2 separate regions of the Sus scrofa genome follow, and region 1 is linked to region 2. A link is a contact called in public HiChIP or PLAC-seq data. All regions are on one chromosome and are shown on one strand. Each heading gives the region's core, a stretch centred on a gene start, on an enhancer-like site or on the middle of the called end of the contact. The rest is flanking DNA. Distances are from core to core; before and after follow the strand shown. Region 1 holds the start of ENOX2 (ecto-NOX disulfide-thiol exchanger 2). Region 2 overlaps ENOX2 (ecto-NOX disulfide-thiol exchanger 2).

What was found. HiChIP or PLAC-seq counts read pairs in DNA pulled down with a chosen protein or histone mark.
Region 1: an H3K27ac HiChIP or PLAC-seq map of skeletal muscle shows a contact between it and region 2. The contact joins the promoter of ENOX2 here to the enhancer-like site in region 2. A contact is called at or near these places in 9 of 47 Hi-C or Micro-C datasets (embryonic fibroblasts, heart right ventricle, liver and 2 more) and 2 of 2 datasets of contacts at active chromatin or transcription factors (alveolar macrophages and skeletal muscle).

What each region holds. Positions count from the first base shown.
Region 1 is chrX:107,366,255-107,369,840 of Sscrofa11.1, forward strand. ENOX2 (ecto-NOX disulfide-thiol exchanger 2) reads right to left here and starts at 2,190. Exons shown (of 15, transcript XM_021080170.1): 1 at 2,114-2,190; 2 at 943-1,002. It overlaps ARHGAP36 (rho GTPase-activating protein 36), which reads left to right and starts at 2,298. Exons shown (of 13, transcript XM_021080173.1): 1 at 2,298-2,570; 2 at 3,239-3,355. The coding sequence starts at 3,325.
Region 2 is chrX:107,181,516-107,185,148 of Sscrofa11.1, forward strand. All of the region lies in intron 3 of ENOX2 (ecto-NOX disulfide-thiol exchanger 2), which reads right to left. Among named protein-coding and RNA genes, the nearest start is that of ENOX2, 190 kb to the right of the region's middle. Within about 2 kb of position 1,661, at least 13 of the 83 cell types and tissues checked have an H3K27ac peak or open chromatin away from gene starts, as enhancers often do. A contact at or near this core is called in embryonic fibroblasts, liver and skeletal muscle, where this site is marked.

The DNA of each region.
Region 1 (3,586 bases), core at 940-3,439, 190 kb after region 2:
CTCCCAGAAGCCTTCTTCCTGACTCTCCCTTACAGTTAGCCACCCCTTCCTTCATCCTCCCATAGCGCTTTGCATCTCTCTCCCCAACTAAACCGAGGGAGAGCTCACACCTCGGAACTCTGCTGCATCCCCAAACACTCTATGCAGGGCAAAGGTCATGGAGGAGACCAAGTGCCCCAGAAGGTCACTTAAAATAAAGGCCAAAAAAAAAAAAAATCAAATCCAAAGTACTGTCCAGGGGCAAATAGCTTAGAGGTATGGCATGTTTTGTATGGAGAATCACCTGATTCAGAGTCAGGAACACTGACGATAGTTTTGGCAGACACTATCGGCTACGGCTGCAATAACAGTTAAGCTAATTTGGTTTTGGCAGCTACTTTACAACAGACACATACTGACATAGAAACTAAAAAGTGAATCATTTGGGTTTTTGCTAAGGTGATCGAGCACACCTCACAATAATCTGTCCTTACCACAACTGGAATGTCAAGAACCAAAGTGAAGAGCAGCACCAGAAAACCCTGATGGAAAGAACGTAGGCTCTGGAGTCAGAAATTCATACACTCAAATCCCAACTCAACTCCTTACAATCTATGTGACTTTAGGTAGGTTGTTAAACTTGCTGACATTTTAGTTTCCTCTTCTAGAAAAATGGGAAAAATAGAACCTACTTCATAAGACTCTTAAGATAATGCAACAAAGTGCTTGTTAGACAGCACCTAGAACACTCTGTGGGCTCAAGAAATAGCAACATTATGGTTGCCCAATGAAATGACTACAATTCAGGTAATATGATGCACTAGGCAGCAAATGCATTTTTTAAGAAAATAAATCTATATCACTAGGCTTTAAAAATGACCACTCTAGAGTGTAGCTAAGAATAGCCACAAACAAAACAGTCTATAAAACAAAGCCCTTCTTGGGTTTAAATTAAACTCACACCTGGAACATACCACCATACTCCTTTGTGTTCTCCAAGAATTGATCTCAAATCAGGTTCCCCTAGGATGAAAAAACAAAAATCACCTAATCTTAATTTTTTGCTTTTAATTTGATACAGAATACTATCCAAACTATGTGGATGCCTTAAAGTGTCCTATTACTATGACCCCAAGCTTGTCAACACGATTTCTTTCCCAATCTATCCCTGCTGACACGTTTTACTCTAGTCAGGGAAGCCCACCTATTATACAAGTGCTTCCTCTTCTATAGACCCTTCTCCAATTTCAACCCCGATATTAGGAAGCAGTTTCTCCTCCCCCGCCCCCCCCCCCACTCCCGCCTGCCTGCCGCCTTTGCCCATTTTAAATCCTCTTTACTCCTTTGGAGCCCAAATTAAAATACAACTTCTTCCCAAAGCCTATCAGGATAGGTCTGGAAACTAGATGAGAGTTTCAAGCCTTCAGCACTTCCAGGATTAGGCTTGACCTTCCATTGATCAACCACCAACCCCATCAGTATCCCCTTCCACTAACCCCTCGGCACTTTTTACACGCGTTTGTAATAACAAAATACAGTCTCGTTTTGCACAGTCTACTTTATTCTGTAGTTGGTGTGCCCCCTAAATGTTTGTCAACATGAATGCTTGCTGGAAAGCCCTAAAGCGCTTGGTTTTTAAAAAAGGTCTAACTTGCTTTTTATTCTCACCAGAACACTGCACTGAACCTTAAACACATATTTCTCAAAAGTGAGATGTCTTCCCTCCTCTGCTCCCCATCCCTTCTGGAAATTGAGGGGAAACCCTTTCCGCTCCAAAGACTTGGTCAGGGAAGGGGAAGTGGCTGCAGGGGCCGATAAAGAGATGGCAACGATCTTGACCTCATTATCAAAGAGGCAGAAAGTGAAAACTTGACATAAAGTCATGCCCGGGACTGGCAAGGCATTCCCAGGCCCCCAAAGGAACTACCGGCCCGACACCCCCTCCCCCGTGGAGGCGGAGCTGGGCGGAGTCAGAGCTGAGGCCTGCGGCCCCGGAAGCTCCCTCCTCCCTAGGCCCCCACAGTCCCACAGTCCCACAGTCCCCAGCCTCAGCCGCTCAGGCTTTCTGCCTCTCTGACCTCCAGGTCCCCGGCTACTGAAGCGCTACTCCTTATAGAACCGCGGAAAATCGGACCGGTGCAGCAGCTTCCGGGCGGGCGGTGCCCTCGCGGCGCCCCACGCCGGGCGCCCGTCTTCTGAACTCCCACCTGGCGCTGCCGGCTTGGGCCCGGCGCCCAGGCCCAGGCTCGACTCTCACCGACGCCGCAACCGCTGCGGCGTCTCCTATTGGCTACTTGTTTCCAGGGAAGCCGGAGGCCCGAGCCCTTGTCCTCATGGGAAATGTAGTTTGCGGTCGCTAGAAGCTGTTCTTCCTGCGGGGCGGGGACGGAGGGCGGAATCCAATATTGACATTGGCGGAGAGACGCAAGTCAAGACGGAGGATTATGGGAGATGGAGTCGAGACATTTCTTTTTATATACCCACAATTCCTTCTCTTCTCCCCTCCTTCCGGCCCCCGAAGCTTCTCCACCACGCCCCGCCAGCCGCCTTTTCCCCGTTCTTATTGTCCCCAGAGTTTCGGCTTGAGGAGGGTATTCTGGATGTTGTAGTTTGGATTATGCAGTTTTACAGACTCTCCCTACCTGGGGTATGGGTTGTGCTTGTGGGATCAGATGGAAGTTCTAGATTGATTGTACTGTTGGTTAAGCTGGAGGGGAACACTTTATATCGTGATTTGAAATTCTCGTTGGGTTTTGATTCAGTAGCTTTTTAAAAAATGTTATTTATGCCCTGATAAGCTTAGAATTTTAACTGGTACTTTAAAATTGTCGAGGTATATTCTGTGTGAACCATCTGCATTAGAACCACTTTAAAGTTTCTGGAAAATGTATACTTTATAACTAGGAACCATCTTTTTAACTTCGAAATGGTCCCACAACAGGCATAGAAATGCGATTGAAGTCAGCCCAGAAGAAACCTCTTTAACCCATAATGAACCCACTTTGTTACTGTGAAGAACAGTGAGCACAATCATTGGTGTAATACAACAGTTTAGAAAAGATAGACAACTTGAATAATAAGAAATAACTATATTTCTTTAATAAACTATCTTTTTAATTAAAAAGATATGTTTAAAGAGGTGGATAGAGCAATATGTGAGGACACCTGAACACTTTCAAGTGATTAAAAATTTGAAGAAAATAGTTGTTTATTAGGGCAAATTTTACTCCTAACTTTTGACTTTTCTTTTCTTTGTTAGAGATGAATCCTTATAGCTGAATGGATCGTTACAGTTGGGTTACTACAGTTTTACTGATAAGGACAACTTTTTGACTCACAAATGGAATGAAGGGAAAGAAAGAGGAATTGCATTTTGGTAAGGTAATTGCCTAAAATTTTAAAAAGTGACATTACAGGAATAAGATGGATTCAATAATTTATTCAGCAATCTGCTTTGTGCAAGGCACTGGGTTAGGCACAATTGCTACAGAATTGGAAAGTAATCCTTCCTCTCAAGTAGCTCACAATCTAAGAAGGGAGAGAGGCTATACAACATGCAAAGTGCTCTAAAAAATTCTCTGTAAGGTTCTGTAGGACCATAGAAGAG
Region 2 (3,633 bases), core at 411-2,910:
GGAACAGGGTATAGTGGGAGGAATACAGACCTTGGGGCCAGATGGATCTAAAATCAAGTCTTGGCTCTATTGCTTACTAGCTTTGGGACTTTAGACGAGTTCCACAAACTCTTTAACCTGTTTATTCACCTGTAAGAGATAATATCTCTCTTTCAGGTACTAAGTGAATGATAATAATATTGATTCCTGATATTGGTTAAATTCTTATTATGTTCCAAACACTGTTTTAAAGCTTTATATATATTATGTAATCTAATCCACATAGAAACCCTATGAGACAGGCAAGATTTATCATTAGACCCATTTCACAGATAAGGGAAATGGAACACAAAGAAGTCAGGAAGTTGCCCAGGGTCACAGATGGAGCTAATGCTGGAGATGAAATTCAGATTCAGGCACTATGGCTCCAGAGCCCACACTTTTAGACACTGAACTATACTCTATCACTACAGTATACAGAATGCTGAACCTGATAGCTGACACAGAGCAAGGCAAGTACTCAAACATGATTTAACTCCACCTCCTTTTTTTTTTTTTCTTCCCTGTTTAAGAAACTCTTCAGCTGGCCTGTAGGGGTCTCTTCTCCCACTTCTCTAAGCTGGAGCCAGGGGCCTTCTTTGTTATTTCAGGGGGGCTGGCATGAGTGAGTGAGCTGAGGAATCTCAGAGATAGTCGTTGTCACTTCAAGGTTATTAGCTGAATGTGAGTCAGGAGGACAGGTTGAAGTCAGACGCAGGAGTCCTGGCATCGCAGCAGGCTCCACCACGGGAACCTTGCAGGGCTTCTGCAGTCAGTAAGAGTAGTAGCAAGCTGTACCAGGGAGGCTCTCCTGGGCTTTTCTGGACAAAGGTCCATAACTCCCCACTCCTGGCTTCTTGTGTTTCTGAGACACCAGTGCACTCATATGAATTACCCTGCTCTACGGTGAATGGTTGTGTGGCCCTCTAGTCTTTAGGATTGCATCATCCCATTCATTCTGTATTTCCTCCCCTAACATTTAGATAAAGAACACCCAAAGCATAGATGAGCCACAAAAAAATCCTACCATACCTCAGCTCTTTTAACATCTCCACTAATTGCCTGTTAAGCCACATGTTTCTCTTCCCGGTTTTGAAAAAGACACATTAATATTACTGTCAGATCCCAAATGTTGTAGCTCCTGGTTTTCAACTAGAAATCTTAATATTTAACAAATCAGCTAATTGCATTTCAGGTGCTAAGCATGCTCTTTAGGTTAATGGCATGGCTGGTGGTGGAGGGGTAATGGATAAAGAAAAAAAATGGAAGTATAAACTCTGAAAGTTCCCAAAGCTCTGTGGTCAATGCTTTTCAGAGCTAAATTGCGTAAGAGATGATTTGGCAACCCTGCTGCTATGCTGTTGGAAGTCTGGCAAGATCTCTTAGAGAAAAAAAAATAGACCTGGGGTTCATCCACAAGCCGTTTTGCTTTTGCCCTTGTTGCTGAAAATCTTTCCAACATGTTTCTGTCCACTTCCTTGCCATAGGAGATAGAGTACAACAAAGATAAATATAGCTTGGGCTAGATCTAGAATTAGGAGGGCTGAGTTTAAACCCTGGCTCCACTATTTACTCGCAGTGTAGCAATCACTTACATCCGTGTTTGTCCAAGTGCAATCCAACCACGTGCATCAGACTCACCTGGAGTGCTTGCTAAATAGCCAAGTTCCAGGGTCCATTGCTGAGGTTTTCATCTGGGTGGTGCAGGGGAATCTGCCTGTTGAGCAAGCACCCTGGCCAACTCTTAGGCTCACTACAAATCTGAGAAACCCAGACCTTGTTTCCTCATCTATAAGAATGATACCACCCCTTCCCCAGGGTTGCAGTGAAAACAAGACAGGTGGTCTACGTGTGCCAGGTATACCTGAATCTTTGAGTGAGTTTTTGGCAGGGCTCTGGGATACCTTCTGAACATTAATTTAACAAACATGTTAAATCCATACAGCATTTGATGGAACCAAGGTGAAAAGTCCATGTTTCCCTGACCTTCAAGGGGCTCATAAACTAATGGGGGAGACAGACATGAAAGCAAAAGTTTGGTATAGTTTGATAATGGCTAAATGGAGACATGAAGAAAGGGGAGGCAGCCACTCTGCTAGGAAGAGAGGTGGTGGGGCAGGAGGGAGGGGTGCATAGAGGAAGTGATGCTAAACTGGAGAAGGTGACTTTCAAGTGAGCTTTGAAAGATAAGTCAGTTATGATCCTGTGGATATCTTGATAGTGGAGGAGATTAGGCCATATTTGTGCTGAGTTGAAAACCTAGAACAGAAATTGTTCTTGTTTTGGGAGATGGGCAGGAGTGGAGAATATTTTCCAGATCAGTTTACTTATTATTTCTCGCTCCTAAAAGTAGAATGTTAAAAAGACTGGAGCCACTTCGCACAGTTCTCCGGTTCACTGGACTCTGAGAGGATGGTATGAGACTATGTTGTTGACTTGCTTTGCAAATCGCTAACTACAAGGCTATGGTCTAAGTCAGGGGGGTGGGAACACTGGCCATGACCACTATAAACAAGTCAAGTGTTAAATTCTACTGATAATGGGAACTTTGGCTCGAGAACTAGCTGCCTCAGCAGAGTCATCCTCAGATATTAAGGGCAGTGCTATATATACACATACAGCCGCAGGAGGCAGTGACTAATGGCTGTGCTTTGGGCCAGCAGCCCTGGCCCCTTTCTAGCTTCTTTACTTCTACAGGCAGCCTAACTTGAGTGTTCAAACTCCATCTCAATTTGAAAAATAATCAGAAAACAACAGCCTTTACTATACAGAACCCCACACTGCCCCCACCACCCTTCATGTTTCAAAATGACTGAGGTTTGTTTTTTTTTTTAAGCTGCAACAGACTCCTATTAACCCCCATCATGCCTTTGGCCAGGCCAAGCATAATAAACTCTCAATCTTTAATGCTGTGTGATCTTGAATGAAGAAAAATGGGATTATAATGGTAGTTAAGTCATGGTCTTTGGATGAGATATGAGTTCCAATCTTGTCCTGCCACTAGCTGTGTGATGTTAAGGAAGTGACTTAATGTTTCTGTTCTTCATTTTTCATGTCTGAAAAATGAGGACAGTAATAAGTAACTATCTCAGGGTTGTGGGAAGGATTAAGGGAGAAAATATGGGAAGAAAGCCCACTTCAGTGCCTAGCTTAATAGGTAATAGTAGAATACTGGTAATTATTATTAATACATTAACCATAGTGGACATGACACCTTATGGAAAACAGTGGCTACCGTGGGTGGAGAGAGGGGAGTGTTATGATACTTTCAGGTGAAAAGGACAGGAAAGTACCAGTATAGGAATGAGTCATTAATAACAGTGTGGGATGTATTTTTTAAAAAAGAGTAAGATGGCTTCTCTTTAACCAGTTCTTTACCAAGAGCACTGACAGAAAGAACAGCAAGGCTAATTTATAGGACTCTCATTTCACGGATGCATTTTCTAAAAGTGATACTGCTAATAAAATCCTCAAAAGATGTTCTGGTGTTACCCCCCTCCCCCACTGTATAGACATACCCCAAACCCGTCAGTCCTGCTTTTTCCTCCAAAAGCATGGATGGCATTTGCATCCAGGCTCTCTCTCATGGCCACCCCATCTGTGGTGGAGGAAAAC